2 separate regions of the Anas platyrhynchos genome follow, and region 1 is linked to region 2. A link is a contact called in public Hi-C data. All regions are on one chromosome and are shown on one strand. Each heading gives the region's core, a stretch centred on a gene start, on an enhancer-like site or on the middle of the called end of the contact. The rest is flanking DNA. Distances are from core to core; before and after follow the strand shown. Region 1 holds the start of SCN4A (sodium voltage-gated channel alpha subunit 4). Region 2 holds the start of FAM171A2 (family with sequence similarity 171 member A2).

Region 1 (2,700 bases), core at 81-2,580, 130 kb after region 2:
TGGGATAAGGGCAGTGCCTGGGTGTTTGAGGTGCTTTTGCTTGCAACTCCCCCCAAGCAGCCGGTGCTGGGTGCATCCTGACCCTCCTGTACCACCAGATCCTTGGTGCCTCTGTGAGGACTCTGCGGGGCTGAGCTTTGGCAGGATCCAACCCATGGGGAAGGGGCACTTGCAGCAGCAGGGCGAAGTCCCCACACCACAGAACTGGGCACATCCCAGAGTGGGGATGAAGAAGCGGGTGAAGCACTGGGGGCACCCTCAGCATGGGCACCTTGCGGGGCACCCTGGCGTGCCCAAGCAGTGCAGCCTGGCATCCCATGGCAGATCCAGGGATGCGAGCAGGGGAAGAAGCTACAGGCAAAGGCACAGCTCCCCGAGCCCCGTCGCTGCGAAGAGGGGCGGGCAGAAGGGTCCCAAATCTTGCTGAAGCCTTGGGACATGTGTGGGCTTGGCTGCCTGCTCCCCCGAAGCGGCGAGGCCCCTTACCTTCCTGCCTGTAGGGTCCCTTGGTGCTGGAGCCCGGGGTCCCCAGCCGAGCTTGCCAGAGGGCGGCTGCGGGGCCGCTGCTGCCTTCGGGGCTGTCCCGGGGATCCGGTGTCAGTGCCCGCGGAACGGGGCCGTAGTGCCACCCACCGGCTCCAGACAAAACACCCCCCCACACCCAGCACCCCCCCGGCCGCACCCCCAGGGCACGGTGGGCTACGGGTGGGCGATGGGTGGCCGCTTCCTGCGACACCCCACTGCGTGGCCCCACTGAGCCGGAGGACAGCCGCCCCAAATCCGAAGTAATAGGGCACGATGCAGGTAGAGACACAAAACCTGTGCAAACTTTTTGCAAACCTGTCACAAAGTCTCTGCGGCAGGGTCACATCAGCCCCCCCCCTCCCCCCCCCCCCCCCCCTCGAGCCCTGCCTCTGTGGGCACCACTGTGCTCTGGGATGCCATAGATTCGATGCCCAGCAAGCCCCAGAGTGGCTTTCCCCCAGAGTTGGGGTGCAGGTTTAGCACCAAAAAGGGCCCATCCGCAGCTGCAAACGCATGCAAAAGCCAGTGCTTTTCAAAGCTTTATGGCAATGGTGACATTCCCTCCGAGCATCCCCAGCCCTGGTGCAATCTGTCTCCCTCCTCTCCCTGCCCTCATCTTCCTTGCTAATGATGGAGAGGGATGTTTATTCACCTGCGGTCTCTTGGCGGCTGCAGGCAGGCATTTATTTGGCAGCTGCTGTACCCCTCAGGAGGTTTCCTGGCTGGCGAGGCAGGATGCTGCTGGCCCGTGGGGCTGGTTAACGGAGCATCCTCCATCTCACCTCAAATCAGGTCTGGGGCTCTGCTTCCTTCTCAATGCCTCTTCGTGAGAGCAGGCAGGATCTCTGGAGATCCGGCAGTCTGGAAAGGGGCCAGTACGTGGGTTTTATTTAAGGAAGGACATGTGGCTATGTGGAGAAATTACAACCCGGGAAGCTTGAGAGGCTCTGACGAGATCGGATGGCTCGGGTCTCAGGAAAGCAGCGCGGCTGGGGGAGGTTTGGGAAAGGGCATCCGAGGCCTTTCTTGCTACTGGAGATGCTGTTTGCCAAGGCAGGAGCTTAGCGTGGGGCAAGTGAGGGCTGCTTGTGGGGCAAATGGGACAGGCTGTGGCATGGGGGCAACTCTGCCTGGAGGGGACGCCGGGCAGAGCTGATGCCTGCAGGCCATGGCACACTGGCACCCCCAGCCCAGCCCAGCCGCATCCCTCCTGTGGTCCTGCTGTGTCCTCTCTATCCCTTGTCCCTCGCCCAGAGCCTGGACGCTTTACCAGACATACAAAAAACAGATGTTCGTTCTCCAGAGGTATTTCCAGGTGTTACCATTGACGGCAGGGTTTCCATCAGCTAGCAAGCTTGGCACTGAGTTTGTGGTCTGGGTTTGTGCAGCAAACAAGCCTCTGAAAAGCAGTGCTGGATTACAGAGTAAGATTTTATCGGCAAATTCCCACCAGTTCCTGGCAAACCATCCCATCCCTCTGGTGCTGGGCACTGAGTGGCCGAAGTGGCAGGCATGGGAATAGGGGAAACATCTCAGAAATACGGGGAGGATGTGAGTAATGGGAGCACTGGGGGATTGTAGAGCTGTTGGGTTTGGTTTGTCTTTGTATTTGCTTCTCCCACCCCCAGCATGGCTGCCAGGGGCTATGTTTAGGCATTTTCCCCTAAGGGAAATGATTTTGTAAATAAAAGAGGGAGGGAAAAAACATTGGTAAATCCCTTCAGCACTGGGGCCACTTCAGTTTCCATTCTGGTGACAAATGAAAAATGCCAGATGTTGTTTTTAAAATATGTGTGTTTCCTAGCCAGCCCCAGGGCAGAAAAGGAGGAGAAGCATGCTTTGCCTTGCTGAGTGAATTGCACGTGGAGCTCTGGGTAGGTGAGACCCCAGCACGTATCAGTAAGAAGCCTCCACAGACACCAGCACCCAAGTGGGCAGAGCCTTTCCCCATGGGCTGCTCACATCAGCCTCTGAAGGTGCAAGACCCAGAACCTACAAATCCCCTTTTACTGTGGTTCTTGGGGCTGTACTCATGGAGCTGCACCACCACCACCATCCACAGGGAGAAATTTCCCCCCAGACGCCATCCTTGTCATGCTGTGAAGTCTTGGGTGGCCAGGTTGAAGACGTTGCTCTCCATGGACGACTGCCACTTGCCCCAGTTCCTCTTGATCT
Region 2 (2,700 bases), core at 95-2,594:
TGGCTACTGACACCACTCGTCCTGTGTCCCCATGTGTCTCCGTGTGTCCCCGTGTCTGTCCCCAGCGGGAGCACCTCCTGAAGCAGTTCCTTGTCCAGTCACGGGGCTTCTTCAACACCTCGGCCATGCCCTACCGTGTCCAGCCCCGCGTCCTGCCCAGCGGTGAGGCCGAGGTACAGCTCTCAGGGTCAGGGGGGGGGTGACGGCCGGTGCCAGCGGTGGCCCCAGTGGTGGCCCCCCCCCGTCCCTCTGCAGGCTGCCACCGAGGTGATGCGCGCCAGCCCCGACGGCAAGCGGGACGTGCCGGTGTGGTGGGTGGTGCTGGGCATCCTCGCGGGGATCCTGCTCCTCACGCTCCTCATCCTCCTCATGTGGAAGGTGAGGGGGGGGGGGGACACATGACACGGCGCTGCCGGGCACCCCTGGGGACGCCTGGGGAGGGCCGTGGCCCGGTGACACCCTGAGATCGCGGTGGGACCCTGATGGCAACAGAAGGGACTGGAGAAATTGGGACCCCTGGGGAGGGGGCTGCGGGCACGGGGTGGGGGCGATGCTGGGAGGGGGTCCCCGAGGGGGGGGTGTCACCATGTCCCCTCTTCCAGATTGGCTTCTTCAAGAGGACCCGGCCACCCGTGGAGGAGGACACGCAGGAGCTGGCACCGGGACGGGCCCAGGAGATGGGGGGCACCCAGAGCTAGGGGGGCCCCCGGGGTCCCCGGCACCCTCTGCACCCCCCACCCCACAGCCCTGCCCCAATGCCCAGCATCCCCCCCCCCGCCCTGATGTCCCCAGCACCCAGGGGTGCCCACGGTGCTTGTCACCCCCCCGCTGCCCCCGGACAATAAATCCTGGCACCCGCGGGGTGATGTGGGGGTGCCACAGCGGCCTGGGGGGGGGGGCGCGGGACACGGGGGGGTGCGCACGGGGACAGGGGGCGTGCAGCGGGGGCCCAAGGGTGGCGCAGGGGGGGGCCGGGGTTGGGTGGGGGTGCTGGGACTGGGGGGCGGTGCCGGTCCCGGGGGTCGGGGCTGGGACTCGGGGACCGGGACTGGGGGTCGGTGCCGGGACCGGGGGGGGGCAGTGCCGGGACCGGGGCTCGCTGCCGGTCCTGGGGGGGTCGGTGCCAGGACGAGGGGGCCGGGCCCGGGGGGGGGGGTCGGTGGCGGTCCCGGGGTGCGGCCCCAGGGCTCGGGGCCTCGCCGGGGGTCTCCGCCCGCCCCTGCCCGCCCGGCCCCTCCCCACCGCCCCCCGCCGGGGCCCGGCTCCCCCCCCCGGCTCCTCCCGGTGCGGGCGGCGCTGCCCGGCGGGGCCGGCAGGTGGAGCCCGGCCCCCGCGGCTGAGCCGGGCCGAGCCGAGCCGGGCGGGGCGGGGCGGGCCGGGCCGGGCCGTGCCGGGCCGGGCATGGCGGGGTGAGGGCGCGGAGGCACCATGCGGCCCCCCCGCCTCCTGCCGCTGCTGCTGCTGCTGCTGCTCGGCCGCGGGGCGCGGGGCGCGGCGGAGCCGGGGGCGCTCGGTGAGTGCGGCCTTTGTGTGCGCGGCGGGGCCGGGGCCGCCCCCCCCCACTCCACCCCCCCCCGTTATCCTGCCCCCACGCCCCCCGGCATCCTGCCCCCAACCCCGGCATCCCCCTCCTCGTCCGTCTGTCCGTCCCCCGCCGTCCGTCTGTTCTCCCCCCCCTCCCCTCCATCTGTCCGCCCATCCCACCTGCGGGGGTGTCGCGGGGTGTTGTTTTTTTTTTTGGGGGGGGGCACCCCCTCGGTGCATGGGGGGGATGAGGGGGGGGTCGCAGTGTTGGGGTGAGGGGGCTGGTGGTAGCCGTGGGGGTGGGGGGGGTGGGGGGGGCTCTGGGCAGGGCTGGGGTGTGTGATGGTGGGGGGGGGTCCCAGGGGCAGGGTGGGGGGGTCCTTTTGGTAAGGGGTGGGGTGAGCCCCATAGCGGGCACCTCCGGGAGGCAGGGTGGGGCTGGGGGCGCTGGGTGCCACCCTGGGGTCCCTGCGGCTCCCCGTGACCCCTCCCCGCACCCCAAACGCACCCACGGGGTGAGGGGTGCCCGTGGGGCTGAGACGCTCGGCAAGGGTTGGGGGGGGGCGAGATGTGGTGTCCCTGACCCCCACCCAGACAGTGCCACCCTGTGCCACCCCGGGGCATGGGGCCTGGCACCAGTGTGGGGAGAGCACTGGGGGCTGCGGGGCCATACTGGGAGGACTGGGGGGGGGGGAAGGAGGGGGGCACCAGTGTGGCCGTGCCACCCAGTGGGGCCCCTTCATGGGTGGGCAATGCTGCCGTGAGGGGGGGTTCAGGCGGGCCCCCCGTTCCCGAGGACACCGTCGGTGCCAGCTGTCCCCCGGCAGCTGCGGGTGGCCGGCACGTGGCCACGGGGACATTCCTGCTGCCCCACGGGTGCCGGCTGTCCCTGCTATTTGTGCCCCCCCCCACCCAGGACCCCCATGCTTATTCCCCCCCCCCAGGCGCATCGCCGGAGCAGCTGCTGCGAATTCCTCCCCTCGCCCACATCTGGGCAACATCTGGGTGGGGGGCGGCTGCCCCCTGCCATGGGGGCTTTCGGGGGGCAGGATGCTGCCGGGGGGGGGCCGTGGGGTCCCGAAAGCGCCCGGGGCGGGCGGGATGAACGAGGTCGTTGCCTGGGCGACAGCGCCCGAGCCGGGCGGGCTGCCAAGGGCTGCAGGCTCATGCGCAGGC

The links. A called contact is a pair of places that touch in the nucleus more often than the background predicts.
Region 1: a contact with region 2 is called in a Hi-C map of liver, with 3 times the contacts expected there. The contact joins the promoter of SCN4A here to the promoter of FAM171A2 in region 2. A contact is called at or near these places in 3 of 8 Hi-C or Micro-C datasets (liver, skeletal muscle and subcutaneous adipose tissue).

Annotation. Positions count from the first base shown.
Region 1 is chr28:6,466,788-6,469,487 of IASCAAS_PekinDuck_T2T, forward strand. SCN4A (sodium voltage-gated channel alpha subunit 4) reads right to left here and starts at 1,331. Exons shown (of 26, transcript XM_072028987.1): 1 at 1,178-1,331. The coding sequence starts at 1,208. It overlaps LOC101791362 (vasoactive intestinal polypeptide receptor 1), which reads right to left. Exons shown (of 12, transcript XM_072029007.1): 12 at 1,505-2,700. The coding sequence ends at 2,618.
Region 2 is chr28:6,332,084-6,334,783 of IASCAAS_PekinDuck_T2T, forward strand. It overlaps FAM171A2 (family with sequence similarity 171 member A2), which reads left to right and starts at 1,345. Exons shown (of 9, transcript XM_038168634.2): 1 at 1,345-1,513. The coding sequence starts at 1,429. ITGA2B (integrin subunit alpha 2b) reads left to right here. Exons shown (of 30, transcript XM_038168890.2): 28 at 66-173; 29 at 256-378; 30 at 603-859. The coding sequence ends at 698.